Regions from separate parts of the Oryzias latipes genome. Here region 2 is linked to region 1. The links are chromatin contacts, called in public Hi-C maps. All regions are on one chromosome and are shown on one strand. Each heading gives the region's core, a stretch centred on a gene start, on an enhancer-like site or on the middle of the called end of the contact. The rest is flanking DNA. Distances are from core to core; before and after follow the strand shown. Region 1 has its middle 13 kb from the start of pou3f1. Region 2 has its middle 21 kb from the start of rragc.

Region 1 (6,515 bases), core at 1,326-3,825:
CTTTGTGGTTGTGGACAAATGATCCCAGGAGTTGGACAATAATGTTTTTTATGGGACTCTAAATGTTGAGCTCAACAAGGTCATTGTGGGAGTGTAAAGACCAACACGTGGCCGCCTTGAACTCCAGCAGTCTCCAAGTGGCTCTGGGGGCCAGAGGAGAGGAGACGAGGTGGGCAGAGGCAGATACTCACTCCTCTGGATTCTCCAACAAGCACTCACTTTGTTCTGATTGGAGACAAGAGCCAGTCTGAACATGAAGTACCTTGCCTGCCAAACTGCACTGATCAGACTGAGTCTTGTAAACTAGACCAGAGATAATGTTTTGCTGTTGCTAATCTGTTCCTGAATGCCCACACTGACATCTGCTGAACAATCACCCTTTCCTGCTTCAAACAAAAATCCTTTTCTCTGTCCCTCTTGTCAGACTTTTATTGTGTATCTCTCCTTTGTGCGCAATTTATCTGCTGGTCAGTCATGATGAAGGACTTTACTGTTGCCTGCCAGTCTAATTCACAATTGTATAAATGAGCTTTGTGTACCACAGTTTGAAGTAAGGTGTTTACAAATCATGCAAAATAAAAAGAATTGTGGATTTTCTCTAGAAAATGTCTGTTTATCATTGATCAATTGGAAATTATTTTTAAAATGTGTTTGATCTGTAAATGCATATTCTGAGACATATTAATAAAATCTTTTGCATTTTTAACTTACTTTTTCTATTGAGAATTCATGGCCTTTTATAAACTTAATTAAAAAAATGTCACAAATTGTTTTTACTTTACTTACTACAGCTTGACATACCTGCACATTGGCAGTGTGATTGGGATTCTTTAGTTCAGAAATATATAGAATTTTCCATTGACCTCAGATTTGTATTCTGAATGAGTCCGTCTCTCTTGCCAACTTTCTGAAATCAGGATCGCTAGATTTATCTTATTTTTAGATCATTGTTTCAGATTGCTGTCTAGACTTTTTCAGCCAAAAGCCCTAATAATGACTTGAAGTTTTTAGTATGTCTGAAAAATTATCTTAAGTAACCTGCCAGTCTGCCATACAAATCAACAAACACCTATTTACTTCCCTATTAAAGTCCAATTCTAATGAAAATTGTCTTTTTGGAATTTTTAACATGTTTTTGTGGCATTTTTCTCATGATGGAGGACATATATATATAAAAAAAATTAAGCTTAAATTGCATTTCTGAGTATTTCTGTGTTCACATTGTTGTGAATCAGGAGGAGATGAAAAAATAATGTTTGAAAAATCTTGTAGTTGTTACATAAAATTTACAGTCGGCAGGCCACAAACTCCCTGCTCCACTCATTTGCGATGCATCCACTTTTTGAGCAATATAGATCCTTAAACTTCTTTGTTTTCCTCATCCCAGCTGGCATTTAGCTCAAAACTGTATGTCTTGATAGCTCCAACATTGCTTGCCTTTTCTTTGCACCTGCAATCTTAGGTTGGTGTTGTGAGGGGCTGAAAGGTTGTGGGAAGAGTGTAAAGAAAGAGAGGATGAAAAGTGTTGGCATGCAGGGTTATGTTACACCAACTGTCCCGCCCACAACTCAGAGGTGAATTTCTAATGAACACAATTAAAAGACCACTGGGAATGGTTTCTAAATAGATCTAAAGATGAACAGAGAGGGACTTTAACCAATAGATTCTTTCTATAGAAGTCTGTGGGAAATAGGCTGCTTCAATCGTGAACAGCCTTTTGGTCTTGTTGTTTGTTAAAGCATCAGATAAACAGATGTTTAATAGGACTGAGTTGTCTCATGGTTCTGATAGTCACATGGTAAATAGATGGGCCCATGCAGTGTCTGTGTCCTCCAGAGGCCCACGCTTTGAGGTCTCATGAGGAAAGCTGTAAGTCAGCTGTTGGGAGGGACTCAAACTCTACCCAGAGAATCAATAGATCAATCATAACATTTCCAGTTCAGATCAATTGCTTGAGTTTCAATATATATTTTTTCTTTGCTTTAATGGCTTTCTTTTTGTGTCAACATTAACATTTAATGTGTCATTAAAGTTTAATCTTTTGCTTGATATTTTTTCTTTTGCCTCTTTTTCCTGAATCTTCAATAGCAGTCAGATGTGTGACTGCTATTGAAGTTGTTGCTTTGTGATGCAGTAACACAATAGAATTTATAGCAATGTTTTCGTCAAGAGAGTGATTAAACGTGAAAGAATAAAGTGACAAAGAGGCCACTTTGTGTCCAATCTGCACGCATTAGCTTTTCTTTGCGACCATGTTGAATTCCAGCCATTCAGATGACTGAAGTGCGTAGGTCTGGCCTCCAACGCGTTTCCCCGTCACCATCACAACAGCCGCCATTCATGAAGCCCAGCTCGCTGTTGGGACATCTGCACCACAACTCTTGTCACCTTGGCCCCTCTTCCCAGCTGCATCAGGCCCCACTGAAACACCCTCCCTCCCCAAAAGGCTGTCATACGTATGCACACACGCACTAAACTTCTGGAGCTAAATGCCACCACACAGAGTCAGAGGGGGCTTCAGAGATAGTTGTTGTCTGCGAACGCCTATGTGTGGTTTTGTGTGAATGGAAGCCAGGGGTGGGGAGGTCTCTGATACAACAGGGTCCCTGCGGGGGTGGCACATAGCTTGGCCTGCTCGGGTGTATCGTGATGCCTTGAGGGTTGGGCGAGTGACAAACCCAAGGATTGCATTCTACGCAGTCTGTTGCTCCACAGTGACGTGGGTGGGCCAGGAGACCTTTGAGCCTGCAGATTTCTCTCATATGTGTCCATTGTGCTTATATCAGTTTCACACATCTGACAGTGCTGAGTTTTTACACAAAGCTTTGCCATTGAGCTCACCATTCAGAATCATCTGCAGGTCATTTTGGTAGTAACTTTTCATCGTAGTAACAAATTTGCTCATCTGAGTGGTTTGTAAAATCCCTCAAACATGTCCAAGTAAAATGATTGGATACAAGAGCAAATGTGCCCAAAATTTTTTATCATAAGTAAAGCAGATGGTTAAAACAGGATTGCAATCCATTGGAGGACTTCAAGTAAGTCCCAGTGAAATTAAAAACTTCCCAGTCCAAATTTGGCTCTTCTGCAGCATATTCACACCATTGCATGCTGGGTGTCAGCACAGAGGCTTGTTGGATAAACATCCAACGCTGAGTAGGAGCAGCAAGCATCACTGTTATTGTTTCTGCCTATTGCCATGCACCAGTATTGTTGTTTAGCAGCAATCAACACATACATATGTAATAAAGTTGGGGGGGCAGTGGGACAATACCAGCCATTGTAACAGATCCAACTGACACCAGCATAATGGCTCCTACCAGTCTAGATCAAAGCTTTGCATAACTATTTTGGAAGGCTGAAAAAACGGCTTCCTTGTTTACAGAACTGACTGTTGTAATTGGTCTACGTTGGTAGGTAACCTGGCAGCAGGTATGGTCTTCTTGACACACAGTCACCTGTTGGGATTTTTATTTCATAGTGAGGGTTAATAGATGGTAATGAGAGTTCAATGGAGGGAAGGATAAGAATGTAATGCGTGTGCTGCTTGAGTGTCTTTGAGCATGTGCACTTCTAAGGGCAAACATTGATGGCAAAGTCAGGGGTGAGTAATAACTATGGTCTTTTTAACACTGCAGGGGGAGTCAGATGGATGTAATGGATGACTAGCAGTTGCCCCGCCCCCCTCTTCCCCAGTCTGCAGAATGGCTGGTTCATTAGACAAATGTTGATCGTGCCCAAAATTAGCTAAGGGTTTTTTTCAAAGCAAAACCATGCTAAGTAAAAGTATACATATGTTTAATTAATGCTGATCCTTCACTCCTCACGTATAAAATCGCTTTATTCTTTTTTCTTACAATACAAGAAAACACAATTTGAACATTTGAAAAGAGAAGGGTTCGTGGGAGCTTTTCATTTTGACATGCTAAAGGTGCCAATGGCCATGTGATGTCTGTTCTCATGCATCCAGGTCATGTTATTACACGATCTCTGTTACTCAAAGCAACTTGACTTTAGTCATCTCGTTTATTGTTTTCCCTGTATTTTTTCTCAGATTACACAACCACACATTCACTATGAAACCATTGTTTTCCCAAACATGCAAACATACATGTTTAAGTCAATCTACATAGTCAAGTGTGTGCAGTACAAACCAGCTCACATGCACATGCACCCAACAACGGCAAAGCAAATACCCCCCATTTTTAGTCAAAATTAGTCAATATTAGTCAATTTTATTGAAAAAAAATTAAGAAATAATCAATGCAAGCTTTTTGAAGTGTTGCATAAATAACAAAAGCAAAAAAATTTATTGAAATAAAAACTATTAGAATAATCATTTTTTTAGAAATGCATATTTTTGATTTTTTGCTTTGTAATAGGCTTCCACTCTGCTGTTCCCATTTGTCACCCTTCCAAAGTCTTCTGCCTCAATCCCACTCCTTATATAAAATCTTCTAGCTCAGACTGGCATGCAAACACATACATATTTCATATTTCAGCCAGAGCACAAATACCAATACCTTTTTTTTTTGCACGGAAACAAGCAGGAAGGTGTGTTTAGGAAAGGTGAACATGTGTTGTACTTGTAAGGCTACAGTCCTGAAACCCCCAGTCTTGTTCCTGTTTCAAGAGCTTTTGGAAGACTGTTTATTTGTTCTAACTGATGGATCCAGCCAGCGATGTAATATTTCAATCCAATTGATAAAACCTTCCCCAAATTTGAAAAGGGCAGCAAGCAGAAATATCCACTTCACCTTGTAAAATTCTTTTTTCTGCATCTAATGAGAGCAAGGTGGTTTCTTGATTTTTGATAGAAGCACAGCCTAAGCGTGTCAAAGTGTCTGCCTTTAATAAATCCAGGTTGATCAGGGTAAATTATGTGAAGAGTAACTTTTTCTAACTAATTTGATAGTGCTTTACATGCAATTTTAACGTCTGTCTTGATTAAAGAGATGGGGTAGTATGGCTAGAAGGAAATGTCGGATCACTCTTTGCTCTGAGAAAGAGAAAATTTGGCACATTAGTTAACAGTAGCTGCAATTGTTTGGCTTTTATCAATTCATTTGATTATATTATTTTGAAAAAATAGGTAGGAGTTCCCTGAATTCTTAACAAAACTTAGCAGGAAAGGCTTTGGCAAAAGCAGAAGAGCTTCATCATATGCCAAACAATGACGAGTCTTAAAACATATTCCTAATTTTACCCAAGTAACTTTCTATTAATGAAAAATGAATTGATATAATAGTTTGATTAATAAGTCAATGAGTTCTTTGTAAAATTGTTTAAATGTGTTTTTTTTAATTCTTTTTCTTTTTTTAACTTGCCCTGTCCAACAGCTGAGCAAGTATATCATATATTTGTATAAACCCCTTTTGTATATGAGGCCAAGCTTTATTTATTAAAATTAAATTTTTATGCATTACTTGTTGGACCGGACGGAAAAAAAGAAACAAAAGAGGGGAGAAAGAAACAGAGTGGGATGTCGGAGATGGGGGATAAGGGGTTAGAGTGGGGGGTAGTCGATATTACAAAGTTAAAATAAAGGTCGTAAATAAATTAGATTACATAACTTAGTTCACACAGCAACAAAAAATAAATAGTCTGCTCACAATTATTTACAGGTTAGAAGTATAATCATGCAGTAATCATTAATGATTTTTCTCCCAAGATTTCTGCACATAGACTGGTCACACAATATTCGCATTACCGATATTCATGAAGAGGGGTGTAGAAAAAGAGAAAAAAACAATACCCATTCCTGAATTTGTGCAAAGGTGAATAAGCGGGTGGGTTGAATGAATGTATGCCTCTTACACTGAATGCTCCAGCAAAGGCAGGAGGCCCGGCACCCCACACCCCACACCAGGGGCAGACAGCGCAGCAACCCGGCCGATCTGGCCATCCAAGAGCCTCACCGTCAGACGAGGTTAAATGTGTTTTTAGATGTCCTTAGTACCATGTGTCCTTTTCCCCCTCTTGTCTGTAAGGGATGAGACTGTTGATGTTTTTGACCAAGAATCTGCTAAATTGATTTTTGCGTGTTTGTTTTAGTCAAACTATAGTCTTTAAGTTTGAAATTGTGCTTGTTTGATGAATACATCCTTGAAAATATACTTTATTTTCCCCAGATCTGTGCTTTTAAACAGTGTTAGCAGTTTCTAGTTTTTAATTTTATCTGCTAATTCAATAAAGCTGCTTTTTCTTCTTGATTTTTTGAACAAGAAATTAATTAAGCTTACATGACTGCTTTTGCTGTTTTCTGAAGAACGCATGAACTATTGTTACCTTGTATAAAGGTTATTCACTTTCTCTGAAAGAATTTAAGTCATTCTTGATCTTTATGTAGAGATGTATCAAACCTCCATCTTCTATGTGAAAAAGAGGATATTTTCTTACAGTTTATAGAAAGTGGTGTGTGATATGCATTCAAATGTCCAGTGTGGAGAAATGAAGAACTTTTTAAAGAAAAAGAAAGAGAGAAAGTAAAAATGCATACATTCCATCTAATTCTT
Region 2 (6,666 bases), core at 2,202-4,701, 240 kb after region 1:
AATAATATCAAAGCTAAAATTGGTTTGAAATCAGTTTTATACAAAGCAAACCTACAATCTGTTTTTTTCCAGCCATGTTTTGTTTTTTTTGTTTGTTTTAACAGTAGCAAACGAATAGGTACCTCCAGTTTAATTTCTGAATTTTGAATAGTTTGCCACAACACCTACTTTCATATACAGTATGTATGTATGTGTGTATATATATATATATTTCTTCCTGTACATATTTGCATGTTTGCTTGTTCCTTTGTTCCTGTTGTGTAAACATTTCTTTGTTCAAAATTCCCCTCAAGCCTGGCTGTAAAGTCGCTTTGTACACAGAGGACTTCATGTTGGTCTCTTTTGAATGCAAAGTGCCCAATAAAGCTCCTCAACAGTTTCCATTTGGCACGAGCTGTTCATGCTGTTTGCATAAATAAGAATCCATGTGTTTCAAATAGTTTCATCTTTCAAACGATCCATTTCTTCTACAGCTTTTTGCAAATAATGCTGTCAGACTTTGATGTTCAACTTGTCAAAATGTTTTTTTCTTTTCTGTCCTAAGGAACAATCAGTGCACCAATTAGTGCTTTTGTGTGTTTTTCTTTATGACTTTCAGTTGACATTGCACATAAGACTTCAGCTTTTGGAAAGGCTGATTTCGGACCCATCACTAAGTCGGCACTTAGTGACGTGCCTGACTTAATTTTGTTGAAATCTAAATGAAATTTTCTGTGAGTGATGTTACACTCAGTCCAGTTCTCAAATACAGTTAATGGCTGAAACCCAATTTTTCTTGCTTGATTCTTCTGTTAAAATTTCCCAGAAGTAACTGACCAATGGACCCAACTTTGTTAGCCAACCTTGGCACACGTCACTTAATAACAATCCAGCACAGAACAGACTGAGCACAGCCCCCCCCACCCCCCCACCCCCCCACCCCCAAAAAATATTTGGACTTTGGGGTCAAATAATTATATTCAATGCAATTTAATTTGGTGGCCATAAAAACTGCACCAAACTTATTGTTAGTTAAATTAATGTTAAATTATTCTTAAAACATTAATTAAAGTGAAGGTTAATTATTTATCTGTTCTTAAGTGAGTGAAAATTTAACAAAGACCATTTCTTAAAAGCACGTCTTGATATTTTTGTTCCTGTGGTCTGACCAAAGGAAGAGGTGCACTTTAACGGAGTTCAAGCTATTTGCAAATGAAAAGATAAAACTGGAAATCCACAAACAGCCATTAGCAGCCCTCTTACAAAGCATCTTTTTCAACACCTCTTTTTATTTTCAATGCTTCATCCTTTCATCTTCCCTCTTTCCTAATGCTCTTCGATTCAATATCTGTCACTTTCTCCTTAATTCTGATCTGTTGTTCTCTGGTCTTCTTACTCCTTTTTTTCCCCTCGTCGTCTCTTGCTACTCTCCATCTGATTGTCTTTTAACTTCCACCATTTCTCTCTGTCACCACTTCAATTCTCTCCATTCCTCTTTGTGTGTGTGTTTGTGTGTGTGTTTGTGTGTTCTTGTCAGCATTCAGCACCTCAGTGTAGACAGGGTTTATTGGCGTAATGCATTTATCACTGCTGCAAGCCAGAGTCTCTACTTCTTCTTTGAGCCAGTGAGTAATGAAAATAGGATCACTTTTGACAACACTGCAACACACACACATACACACATTCCAGTGCACCCACCAGGTTACCCAGATTCACTTTTGCTCACACACACAAACACACACACGTACACACAAGGCAGCAAACACACTTTCTGTAACAGTAATTCTTGCATTTAACAAACTGCAGTATATAAAGCACACTGCACTTCTTTTAAATTCACTTCTGCTTTGCTTTTTCAACCTAACTTAATTTCTTCTTCATACTGGGGGAGTTTCTTTCAACCAAACACTCTTCCTAGCAGCTAATTAATAGTGTTCCCTTAATTTCACTGAATTGAAAGACACAGCCCATGAAATGCCTAACCAAGCTCCGAAATCCTCTTGAGAAACGATATTTTTGAAGTGTACCAGGATTTGTTTTTAAAATTTACTATTTAATTGACTCTTTGGAGAACAGAAGGAGAAATTAAATCTATTCAAATAATGGTGATTTGATCATAGCCAAGGAGCTGCCACAAAACAAACTTTGCCTAGTGTAAGAGTGTCATGAGGGTTTGTGCCATCTTTTATTATTACTTAGTTTTCTTTATATTGAAGTTACATTTTTAAACTCAAAACAACAGACAAGAGCTGTCAATACTCTAAAAAAAAAAAAAAAATGCTTTTCCAGACTCATGTGGGAAGACAGCATTACATTCTCCCAACCCTGATTAGTCTAAGGCCTTTATGGTTTTTTCCAAATTTACATTTTGTTCTATTAATTTATCTTTAAAACCATTTTTTGTTGCAATCATTGATATCCATCTTTTTAGCTTCTTTTTTTTTTCCAGATTTTTTTGATTATATTAAACAATAGTTCCACAACATCCATGAAACTGTCCAAAAAACTATTCCGAGAAGTACTATTTGTAATTTTTTCTGCTAAAAAAAAAAAAAATAAATAAATAAAATAAAATCACAAAAAATGACAATAAACAGTTTTACTGCTTTATAACAGTTTCTAACAGTAAGTGCAACCAAACTTACTAAATAATTGTGTCTGGATCATATTTGGAATATCATTTTGTTTTTAAATGTAAAAAACAGTTCAGATCTGGGTTAAATTTTCTCTTTTTAATTGATTTTTTTTTGCTTCAGATGGTTCTAACTCTACACCACGGCACTAAAATAACATCTTTATCTGCGGTACTGTGTGAAATGGGAGGCTAAAGTGTCTCACCATTTCAGGCAAGGTTTTCTCAGGAGAAGGAAATCAGGTAAGATCAAGTGTTAATGGCCAGAGGTGCCTGTCCAATCTCATTTGTTCTCGCAGTTTCGGGGAGGTGGGGGAGGTCTTCACCAGTTTAAAACGATACCATCACCAAAGGTGTTCCAGCGAAGCTCAGATTGGCCTTGACAGAACAAAACATAGCTGCAGTAAATGACTCAAGCACTTGACACAACATCTGACTTCGGAGAGAAAGAAACAGATCAGCGGCTGCTTAAAGTTGGATTTTTGGGAAACAAACTTCAGTTCAAACCATGCTCTTACGATAATGCAGCGAGGGGAGGGTGATACTGATGCACCAGGTAGTGTGCGGAGAGCCCGAGTGAAAGGAATGCTGACTAATCTGCCGAAATGGTTAGAAATTCTCAGAGGTATTACAGATGGCAGAGGTATTTGTTATTCATATGGCCCTCGAGGTGCATCCACACGGCTTGAGTGAGAGTATGCGTCCACGCTCACATGTCTGTGTGTGCAGGCTCTTGCACATAGGTGTGTATGTGTGTCCTGTGCTGCATCTGCAATGCTGAGGATGCCATTAATGCTTACTGCTGATCGCCCTCCCACATTTAAATAACAATGGTGCAGTCAGAGAAAGCACTGGGGTGAATCCAACCCACAAAGCACCTATGGGCCGCAGGCCTGATGCCTGCTCCGTGTGGCTGCGAGTTCAGATTTTTGTGTATACAATTTACATTTAGGCACTCCTATTTGTTCTCAAAAACGGAATCCAAGCAGAAACAAAGACAGACGGTGAACCAGAAAACATAAGACATGAAGCAGGGCAGGACCACCGACTGAAAAATGCTTACTCTGTTATGTGGGAAGTTTAGATTGTAAATGGTGTATACTTTTGTGGCACTTTACTACCTTCTAAAGAAGGTACTACCTTCACAGTCTCATTCACCCATATACTGGCTGGTTGACTGCTGTTCTAATTGACTTTACAATTGGTAGCTAACACCAAAAATAACAGTATCTGCAGAACTTGTATTATTATCATGCACTTTGTTTTAGTGCCACACCACAACCCATTGCATCACAATGCAGGCACATTAACTTAAAAAAAGGTCTTATCGTTGAAAAAGTTAGAACTGCAGTGATGTTGGCGTTTGCTTCATGTGCAATACTCATCTTAGCCGTGTATTCTTGTTCACTTCAAACTATTCAATATGATTTAGATATTTAGACAAGATATTTTACCAGGTATTAAGTTGTTGTAATTTGTCTTGGATCTACACCTTTCCTGGCTTTTCTCAAAATCATGACAGTTGAGAATTTTATGTCTCCTTAAGAGCTTGGATTTAGAAATAAGGACATTATTTTCATTATGAGTCCAAAAGGATTTGGACTTATTATGTTTGACAGTCATTTTTTTAGGATTTTTTTTTTAAGTTCAATAATTGTTGACAAGTTAGACTGACATTCATTGTCTTTATTTTAAGGAACATAAATTTAAAATTATGTTCTAAGAATAAGTGCTAGTTTTTGATTTTAAGAGGAATTATTAAGATGGACCAACTTGTACTAATCTCATTTTCTCATTTTTGTTAACATTTTGTTTTAATATGACTATGTTTTAAAAATTATTTCTAATTATTACTCTATTTTGTTTTCAATGTAATCAAAATAAACTACAATTAGGTACATAAAAAGCAAACCATTTGCTTAGAACTAGCACAAAAAAAACTTATGATAGTGCTTGATTTTAATTTTTAGCTTATTATTCCCCTTTTGAATGCTTGAGTGGAACTCCTCGTGATATTTTATCATAAGATTTCTTATGTCAATTCTTGTCAATTAAAAAGAACTTTCTGCATGGACAGATCATTTTAGTGATTTTCTTCTTGGTGCTATTTTTAAACTACCTCTTTTTGCAGTATTATATTTTGTTGGCATTACCCTTCAGCTCCTTGATAGATGTGCCGAACTTATACCATTTTGTAGAAAAATCTTTCCTTCTGCTCACCCCACAGCTTTTTAAGGACTAGAAAATTAGTTTAAGCAAGCTTCAGGCAATAAGGCTGCAGCAGCCGAAGAACGAAGGAGCACACTGACACCGTGAGTGCTCAAATTAATGAACTGATAAATATCAAAGACGCATCATTAAAGCAGGAAAAGATCTGACGGTTTACAATTGTGCATTTTATTAAGGTAATGCACTGCAGGTGGAGCCCATTGAGGCATGCATGAAAGTTTTAGTCACTGTCAGTTCCAAGAAAGGCTGTTTCAAAATTATCCATTTAAAAAATGATATCATGAGTTTAGGGATATTGTATCTGTCCAAGTTCATGAACTCAGTTCAGTTCAGCTGTTAGTGTTAGAAACTCTAACAGCAGTGCTCCTATTTGTCTGATTTAGACAAAAAACGACTGCTGACATTTCATTTCTTTTTGCCATTTTCGATTCGAGAAAGGACAGAAAAGCAAACAGTGCGGACCCACATGTAAACAGCTTTTCTGAAAAGTTTTCCTGCAGTTTTTGCAATGATAATGCAGCCCAGTAAAAATCAGCATCATGACAACAAAGCTAGAAAAAGAAAGCAGAAGTTACCTCCCCTAAGCCACTAACACCACTCTGCTGTACACATTTATCTCTCGCAGAAGTCTTTTTGGCAGCTGTGATGCATTGTGCAATAACTTTAAATAAGTCTCATTATTTATAATTTCTGCCCTGGGATGATTTTTTTAAATATTTTTCTTCTTCTTTTTAACTTTGTTAAACTTTGCACATATTTTTGTCCATTTATGGTTCGTTTTATTCTGTTGGAGGATTTCTAGTTTCTCGAGATTCGTAAAAACTTCACTTGCAGAAGTTACAGCGTTGTATATTAACAAAAAGTGACAAACAGCTGCATCTTTTAGGGAAAACTACAAAGAAAATGATATAGCAAAGAGAAAAGCTTTTGAACATGTTCTAAAAACATCTTAGGAAATCTGTTTTTCGAAATAAAACAGCTTCACAACCTGAATTCAGCGACAGTAAATCTCATCTTTATGTCATATTCCTTCTTCCACTTTATTTTTACTAAGACATTTTAAGATTAAGAAATGTAGAACTGCCCATAAACAAAATATTTTGTTTAATTAGGGGGATATTTTTTGTTTTCAAATCAAAATCTGAAGTGTATTTCTTTAAATGTTCTTGTTTCAGTTAGATTTTCATAAATCAAATGCAGCCTCTGTTACTCACATGACTCCTTGTTCACAGGAGGCCCGTTTTGCTTCTGTGGTCCATTTTTTAGCTTCTTTCTTCATCTCCAGCTCAAGGAGCCAATCTCATCTGTCTTCACTTTTCATAGCAAATTCTAGGCTCCAGAAAATAGGATTTTTTATATTAATTTTTTTGTATTTGTTTTTAAACAAGTAATTTGATAGCACTTCTGTCCATTACATTTTTATACTTAGTCAAACAAAAACAAAAACCAGATGAGAAACATTGCAGGTTAGTTTGGGTTTTCAAGAAAAACATAAAAAAAAGCCAGAATTATGAAAAAAAAAGAAATAAAAGTTTAAATTAAAAAATACAAAGATATAGAGCACACATAAAAAATATCTGCATTTTTTTAATTAACACCTATAGGTCACATACTTGCACAGCATTTTTATACTCTTTTTAAAAAGTTGTCATCGCCAAAAAAAATAAATAAAAAATCAATTATCAACATAAAGATACTGAAAAAAGTGGTCATGAAAGGTATTGCATGATAAAAAACAAATCATTGACAAACATTTACAGTCGTTTTTTATCACAGTTCTACATATTCAACAATAATTAGAAAAAAATTGTCATTGCATGTTTATT

What was found. A called contact is a pair of places that touch in the nucleus more often than the background predicts.
Region 2: a Hi-C map of embryo shows a contact between it and region 1, with 1.9 times the contacts expected there. The contact joins two enhancer-like sites. A contact is called at or near these places in 4 of 5 Hi-C or Micro-C datasets (embryo, fibroblasts and gastrula embryo).

Annotation. Positions count from the first base shown.
Region 1 is chr16:23,769,701-23,776,215 of ASM223467v1, forward strand. No RefSeq gene overlaps it. Among protein-coding and RNA genes, the nearest start is that of pou3f1, 13 kb to the right of the region's middle. Within about 2 kb of position 2,576, at least 1 of the 8 cell types and tissues checked has an H3K27ac peak or open chromatin away from gene starts, as enhancers often do. A contact at or near this core is called in embryo, where this site is marked.
Region 2 is chr16:24,009,465-24,016,130 of ASM223467v1, forward strand. No RefSeq gene overlaps it. Among protein-coding and RNA genes, the nearest start is that of rragc, 21 kb to the right of the region's middle. Within about 2 kb of position 3,452, at least 3 of the 8 cell types and tissues checked have an H3K27ac peak or open chromatin away from gene starts, as enhancers often do. A contact at or near this core is called in embryo, where this site is marked.